Linked DNA regions of Danio rerio: region 1 is linked to region 2. The links are chromatin contacts, called in public Hi-C maps. All regions are on one chromosome and are shown on one strand. Each heading gives the region's core, a stretch centred on a gene start, on an enhancer-like site or on the middle of the called end of the contact. The rest is flanking DNA. Distances are from core to core; before and after follow the strand shown. Region 1 overlaps magi3a (membrane associated guanylate kinase, WW and PDZ domain containing 3a). Region 2 overlaps magi3a (membrane associated guanylate kinase, WW and PDZ domain containing 3a).

Region 1 (4,119 bases), core at 965-3,464, 180 kb before region 2:
TTTTGCACATACATTTAATTCATATCTTTGGATGGAAATATAGCTAATTGCACATTTTTAACTAAACAAGAAAAATCATTTACCTAAATTCATCAAAAAATGCTAATTGTTCAATCCCATAATGCATTGCATTGATGGGTGTTCACTCAACATACACTCCACAGCTAGAGAAAACCTATATTAAATGTGCTGATCATTCAACGTCTTACCCGAAGATGTTGCCTAACCTCATCCATTTATTCATCCATTTTCATTCATTCATTTTCTTTTCGGCTTAGTCCCTTTATTAATCTGGGATCATCACAGCGGAATGAACTGCCAACTTATCCTGCATATGTTTTACGCAGCGGATGCCCTTCCAGCTGCAACCCATCAATAGGAAACATCCATACACACTTGTTCACACACATACACTACGGCCAATTTAGCTTACTCAACTCACCTACAGTACATGTCTTTGGACTTGTGGGGGAAACCGAAGCACCCAGAGATAACCCATGCCAACTGACCCAGCCAAGGCTCTAACCAGAGACCTTCTTGCTGTGAGGCGATACCCACTGCGCCACCGTGCAGCCCTTATATCCATTTACTAAACCATTATATCATACAGGTATACATTTCCATTTAGTTATATATTAAATTAAATGCTTGAATATATATATATATATATATATATATATATATATATATATATATATATATATATATATATATATATATATATATATATACATATATATATATATATATATATATATATATATATATATATATATATATATATATATATATAGTTTGCTTAAAAGAGTTAAGATAACTATTTTCATTGCTACTTGAACTGACAGTTGCATCAAGCATAAATCCTGCAATAGAGTGTTTAGGAAAGGCTGTACACTGTACCTGTTAAAATTTGCTTAATAGTTTTCATTCACTCCTTAATGTACTGTAGGTAGGCAATGAGGGTATATAGGGGACAATTTTGCAATTGCATAGCCAAAAGTGACAAAAAAACAAAAAAAAAACAAGGGAAAAACTTTTCCATCTATGACATGTAAACATATCCTCAGGCCACAAAGGATCATAGAATCTGAGATATATCTTTTCTTACATATTGTCACACATTCATGGCTAAAATTGGCAAATTTGTGAATTGTATGGAGGCAATTGTTAGGAAAGGACAGGGTTTGTGTGAACAAAATGCTTGGAGAAGTCCAGGTATGTCACCAGAGAAAGTCATTTCACCAGAATTTAAAATGTATTAGGGAAAATTTAAGCCATATGCCAGGATGCATCTTTCACAACAAGATCAATAACATGCATTTAGAAAATAGATTTTCATTTCATGCTGATTTCAAACATCATTAGGTGTCATTTTAGCACATTTCAAACACTGCAAGCTTTATAACCAAGAAAGATTTCTTGTGTTTCAGAACACACTCGTTAGAAAAGCTCTCTCTGGTTCTGACTTCATTTGACTCCTTCCATGATTCCCAATTCATGCTAAAAAGCTCAGTTTTTCCCCCTCATTAAATTTCTTGTTTTCCCTGATAGTATGAGTTGTGCTAGTGAATTGGGCTGCAAGCTGAGGTTCACATCAGTGTGATTCTCTGCTTAATTGGAGAGCAACAGAATGGGTTCAGTTTTTGGGGAGGGGTCATTTTTAGGTCATATCAATGTTTACTTCATGAAAACAGTCCTTCCAGTTTGTCTGATTGATGAGAAATGACTCTAGCGGAAAACTAGCTGCTCCAGTTCGTGGGTTTCGGGGAGTAACTGTACATATTGTGTTTCCGCTTAAAGCCTGTATTTCCAGATCTCTCCACAGCCTCCAACAAAGCACCATCATTCGTTTACACCTGATTGAAGACGAGATAATTATTGTGTTTGTGGAGTTGGTTTTCCTTTTCGAAGATATTAACTCAACAATCAGTGTCTTTTGAAGAAATGTATCAACAATGAAGAAATGTTGCCTGTTGCATTTTTAGCTCACTTTGCAGGATGAAAACAAACAGTCATCTCGATTCACCCTAGACAGATGGGATGAGTTTGAAATGGACCTCACAGACGGTAACAAAACCTAGACACCTTGTTACCGGCAGCCTGACAGATCAGTAGTGAAACTGATCTCAGAGTCTGTGTGGATGTTCGTTCAAACCATCCAGGGCGTTGTTAACAGGTGGAAGCTCTGAAGGGAAGCTAATTAGTGTTCTTTGTGATTCCCCTTAGCATGGCGCCATTACCTGGCTTTGAAACCAGCCTGACTGGAGGCAAAGGCACATCAGCAAAGCACAAAACCTGCAGAATGCCTTGAACTCACAGTCAGCTGGTCGTGACTTTTGGACATTAGGGTTTTAAAGATGCTTGCAGATCAAGGCTTTTTATTTGTCACTAGAATGTTTCAATATCTCTCTCATTAGTTTCTACACAAAGTAGGGTTTTAATTATTAACTAGAGGTTGCCGTGTGAAAACATTTAAACAGAAGCACTTATAAAAGAGTTTTAATTTGAGTTTGTAAATGAAGCATGTGGACTTGATGACAATTACCTGCATTCGCTGTTTGAATCCGATGTCTCTCTTCGTTTATTCTACCTGTGGTGTTTCATTTATATTTAATGCGTCTCGCCGTGTCTAGCAACCCTATCATTTTTCGAGCACAATGACTCATTTTACTACCTACCCTGCTGTTGCAGCTTGGGCTTGTGAAAAATGACTTGTGAATGGTTCCCACTGTTTATTGTGCTGTCGTTTTCATCCCAGGGGAACTCAATGAAGTGGGTTATCTCTTTGTCAAGGATGCATGGATAGACAAATGCCTGGCATTCATTAGCAGCTGCCTAAGCTATATTTACCTCTCCTAAAGACAATGTGCAAATGTCTACAGCATGTGTCGTGAGCCTTTAAAAAAGCACATCATGCTTTTGAAGGATGGTATTTGTGTTTGCGCATGTTAAAGGTGTTACAAGCTGTGAACGATGAGGACGATTTGAGCAGTTGTAGCTCTTCAGATAAGGGTCATTTTCTTTGAACAGTTTGAAAGATAGACACTTAAAGATTTTCTGATGAAAACAAAATTGAAAAGTGTATTAAGTTACGAGGTTCCTCTTTGACCTAATAAAATGAAATTGGATTGGGATTGAATTGCTTGGCAAAGTGACTCTAAAAGTCTAAATAATAATCTCTAATACTGATTGATTAAAGCAAATGGTTCTCATTTGCTCTTCATCAAAGGCTCTTCAAGACTTAATGAGATGGCAACAGGTGAAATAATTGTTTAAATTTGACACGTGTAGGCCAAATATTGAGGTTGAATCTTTGTGTAAATGAAGACAATTAGGCAAAACGCATAAAGTTGGTCAGGTTTTTTTGATGGTCTGTATGTTGAATATAAGTCACATTGCATCTACATGCCAACTAATTCTCATTAGATTCTAAGTAGACTGTTAGGTTGGGGTTAGCCTGTGTAATGTAAGGGTTAGTTTAGTTGACATGTACTTGTTAATTTTCCTATAGTCTGTTGAAGGAGCAGTATCAACAGATATTAAGCAGACAGTCTACTAATACTCAAATGGACCATCAAAATAAAGTGTTACCAAAAAGTTTCCCATTATTGGCTTTGGCATGACCCCACAGATTAAACCATGCCACTGTGAATACATTTAAATGGACACCAATGATCCGATTTTAATACAATTAAGACAATAATTTAATCTGATTAGGGTCATAATCAAACTAAACAGAAATTGGATTAAGACATGTGGAGTATACACCTTAATCTAACTATTGCTAAAGCACATTTTCAGCCCAAGTATGATACTTAGGTGGAGATCTCTCCTTACCTAAGGGAATAAATTAAGGATGCTCCATGTAATACCCTTAAACACACCTCTTTTAACCATTAAGTGTGTCATGGCCATAAGCAGCTTTACAGAAAATAATATAACACAAACATAAAAATTGTTAGGAAAAATTTCAAACAATGCAATTAGGAAAAATTACAAATGACAAAAAAAAAAATAATAATAAATAAATAAAATAAATTAACATGTCTCATTCAAGAAAAAGTTTGGAATGCATATTTGATGCGTAAGAAGTTAAAATGCACACCTAAAAATCCATTA
Region 2 (4,439 bases), core at 111-2,610:
CTCTTTCCTTCCTAAAATGTGCTTTTTTGTACGTCCGCCATTTTTGATGCAGTGTGAGAAGTGGTTCCTACCATGCCAGCCAATCAAATGTCATGTCACTAGAAACCCCAGGATGCCCTCTGAACAGTACAACCGGACTTGACAGAGTAGCTCAAAAAATTCAAAGTACATTGATGAAAACGCAATGTCCATTGCAGAGGACACAAGTCAAATGTCACAAGTCAAAAATTCATAATTTATTTACTATTATCTTATTCAAAACTTGAGTTTCTTTCGTCTCTTGAACACAAAAGAATATATTTTGAAGCATAACGAATCTGTAAACATTGACTTCCATAGTATTTGTTTTTCCTGGTATGTAAGACAATGGTTACACTCTTTCAACATTCTTCAGAATATCTTATTTTGTGTTCATCAGAATAAAGAAACTCATAAAGGTTTGAAACCACTTGTGGGAAAGTTAATATTGGGCACATTTTCATTTTTGGATGAACTATCCCTTTAACGAATAATCAAATTGATTTCCTAGTTTATTATTATTATAATATATTGTAATTTATTATTAAAAGTATTGAGGACTAGTTTATCCAAAATAAGAATTATGTTATTAATTACTCTCTCTATGTCTTTCCAGTTGCTTGAGAACACAAATTAAGATACTTTAGATGAAATCTGAGAGCTCTCTGGCCTCCATAAACGGCAGAGAAGTTCAGAACTTTAACTAAAACATTCTGTGGGACTTCATTGGTTTAACCATAATCAAACTAAAGCCAGAGAACATTTTTTTGTGTTAAAAATAAATGTAAACATGGCTCATTCACCAATGTCTAATGTTTATGCATTAAAGCTTGCTCCTGCATTCTCGTCAAGGTGTGCATTTACTACAGGCAATATCACGTATAGCTATTAGAGTCTGTAGTGCTACATTCAAGCATCATATTGTACATAGCAAATATGAGAAAGCTCTGGAATTTCATTTAAAATAACCTAATTTGTGTTCTAAAAATGAATGAAGCATTTTATAATGACATAAGTAATAAAATATTGCTTTTTGGGTTTGACTATGTTTTTAATAACCTTAAAAATATGAATGAATCTGAATATATACTCTGAAAATTGCTTTTTTCTTACTTTATATTATTCAGGTTTTCTTATGCAATATTCATCAGATAGCCAGTAAGAAATAATATAGCTTTTTCATAAACATAACATCTAATTTCACCCATAAGATTGTCTTGACTTACAGTAGAAAGCTATGATGCTCCTGAAAGAATCTTTGGCAGATGGTGTGCCGGTATTACAGTATGAGCAGCAGGATGACTCAGGTAGAACAATCGCTTTCAAGAAGTGAAGCGCGCCTGGACGGATGCCATTGATTGTTCCAGAGTACAAAAGCATACAGGAATCCCCCCACCGTCCTCTGCACTGATCAATAGACACATTCACCATTAGATAGACAGACTAGACTGCACCGACTGAGCGGATCATTGACTTGAGCTGGAGTAATGGATCTGTGGCCACTGGCTCTTTATCACTGAATATCATACTCGTTCGCTTTCCCCAGAGTATAACAGAAGGAGCCAAGACTCGAAATGAACAGTTTAAACACAGTGGCAGGATCTGTGTTTGAGCTGAAACCGATCCCAGATCACAGTCAGCTGCACAGTGTCCACATGCACAACAGCCTTCAAAAACACCACGCGTAATAAAATCTTATTAGAAACTGATTTAGAAGAGTCCGCTGAGATGGAAACTATACTTAAACATAAACAACGCTCTTTATATGAAGTGCATTAGCATGATGATAAGCTAAAGCTAATGCCATAGCTCTTAAGTTGTGTAGACTACTAGATAGTTCACCCAAAAATGAACTTGTTCCGAAGCAGTTTGATGCAGTTTGAGTTTCTTTCTGGTTGAACATGTAGGAATGTATACTGAAAAATGCTGGGAAAATACTCTCGTAGTATTTTTTGTTGCTACTATGGATGACAATAGTTGTTTTTTTTTTTTTTCCATAAATATTTTTTGGAAATATTTTGTTTTGGGTTCAATTAATAGTTGTTTTGGATTAACTATCTGGTTAAGGATGCAGTGCTGCTTTAGATTGTCCAGAAGTAGGTATATATAAGAAAATCCACTGCAACTGCTTTTTTGCTGTTTAATGAATTGTTAAACACAATATTCCAATAAGCACAAATTTAACACAAATTTAGGTAACACTTTACAATAAGGTTCATTAGTTAATGCATTTACTAACATGAACTAATCATGAACAACACATGTACAGCATTTATTAATCATAATTGAACATTTAATAATGCATTATTAACATCCAAGTACAAACTTGTTAACATTAGTTAATGCACCATGAGTTAACATGAACTAACAATGAACTACTGTATTTTCATTAACTAACGTTAACTAGCATGAACAAATACAAGAGTAAATGTATTGTTCATTGTTTGTTCATGTTAGTAAATGCATTAATTAACATTAACTAATGAACCTTATTGGAAAGTGTGACCCAAATTAAATTGTTAATTTAAACACATTGCGTTTCATATTTATATTTGTAATTTATGCTCAAAACAGTCCCGATTTATGAAACTGATTAATTTTTTTCTTTGCCATGGTGACAGTAAATAATATTTGAATAGATATTTTTCAAGACACCACTTCTATACAGCTTAAAGTGACAAATGAAAAAAATATATAGCTTAAAGTAGCTAATTGTATTGTTCTTAAAATTCATATATATACATTTTTATTAAAAACAGTTTTTTTTCTAGCCGAAATAAAACAATAAATATTATCAGACATACTGTGAAAATTTCTTTGCTCTGTTAAACATCAATTGGGAAAATTTTTAAAAAGAAAATAAATTCAAATGGGGAGGCTAGTAATTCTGACTTCATTACTAGTATTTATATATATATAAATATATAAAATATATATATATATATATATATATATATATATATATATATATATATATATATATATATATATATTAATATAATATATTATAATATATTATATATAAATATATATATATATATATATATATATATATATATATATATATATATATATATATATATATATATATATATATATATATATATATATATATAAAAGGGGTTTAGAGACAAATTAAACTACTGTTAGTCAATTACTTTTGTCTGGAAACTTAAGTACTAAACCTGCAAACATAACAATAAAAAAATAATAAAAGTTTGAAAAAAAATGACAATTTGAAATCACTTAGCAAAATTGCTAAAACTAAAATATAAGATTATGAAAATGAAAGCTAATTTGAAATATTTCTAAATGTTATAATAGTGTGTAAATCGAGTGAAAAGTGTTCCAAAAATTTAAGTTCCTACTCAATGAAGAACAAATTTAGTATTGTCTTGTGCTCTGTACACATAACTAGGCCCACATGAAATGCACATGCAATAAAACGCAGATTTCTATTATTTACTTGTGTAAATATGTGTACATTTCTATTTATTTAGTTTTTAAATCAATTTCAGTACTATTATTGACTAATATGAAAATGTTCATTGGATTTATTCGCAATACTGTTTATAAATTAATACATTCTGTATTTAGTAGATATATTTTATGAGAGATAAATTTTGTTTACCAAATAAGTGGATCTAGATGGATTTGTATTGTAAACATTAAAAAGGTTTTAATTTTTATTTCATATATTAAGTTTTTAGTTGCGATACTCCCAAAATCATTCCGCATAAATCTGAATTTTTACAAAATTCTGCACAGAAATAGCTAAAAGTGTCCACAGATTCTGTCTGGCCTTACTCATAACTTAGTTTACTATTTGTAACAGGCTTCTTATCCAAGAAAGAAAAACGTGGCTAATGATTGCCACTGAATCTAATGTTGACATTAAAGAAACATTCATTTTTATTTGTCAGTCCCAAGTAAATGTCATTTAGCCTTGTTTGTAATAATAACTCATCATAGCTTACTTTTGATCATTTTAATAGTCTTCACATGCAGCAGTCTATGATTCAGCACACAGCCGGCATCTCCTTCATTCGCCTTCTTCCTGTCTCCTTCAGGTGACGTTATTGTAGACATAAATGGTGCATGTGTGCTGGGCAAGACTCACGCAGATGTGGTGCAGATGTTCCAGTCAATCCCAGTGAACCAGTATGTGGATATGGTCTTGTGTCGTGGATACCCATTGCCAGAGGACACCAACTCCAGCGAAGAGGGCACAGGAGACATAATGACCGCCATGCCAGGAATGGACGGCCAGCCAATCCATTTAGATGGCACCGCGCCCCTGCAAGACCTCCATTACATGAGCGCTGATGGCAGACTCCCAGCTGCAGCGATGCCCAATGGACGCCACCCCGAGGCAGGAGAGAGCACACTCCTGCAGCCAGAGCTGGTCAGTGTGCCACTGG

The links. Hi-C and Micro-C count contacts between places; a contact is called where the count stands out from the background.
Region 1: a Hi-C map of an unstated tissue shows a contact between it and region 2, with 1.6 times the contacts expected there. The contact joins two enhancer-like sites. A contact is called at or near these places in 1 of 18 Hi-C or Micro-C datasets (an unstated tissue) and 1 of 4 datasets of contacts at active chromatin or transcription factors (caudal fin).

The regions. Positions count from the first base shown.
Region 1 is chr23:29,365,361-29,369,479 of GRCz12tu, reverse strand. All of the region lies in intron 1 of magi3a (membrane associated guanylate kinase, WW and PDZ domain containing 3a), which reads left to right. Among named protein-coding and RNA genes, the nearest start is that of magi3a, 40 kb to the left of the region's middle. Within about 2 kb of position 2,214, at least 7 of the 62 cell types and tissues checked have an H3K27ac peak or open chromatin away from gene starts, as enhancers often do.
Region 2 is chr23:29,183,887-29,188,325 of GRCz12tu, reverse strand. It overlaps magi3a (membrane associated guanylate kinase, WW and PDZ domain containing 3a), which reads left to right. Exons shown (of 21, transcript NM_001365194.1): 10 at 4,089-4,439. Among named protein-coding and RNA genes, the nearest start is that of rsbn1, 48 kb to the right of the region's middle. Within about 2 kb of position 1,360, at least 6 of the 62 cell types and tissues checked have an H3K27ac peak or open chromatin away from gene starts, as enhancers often do.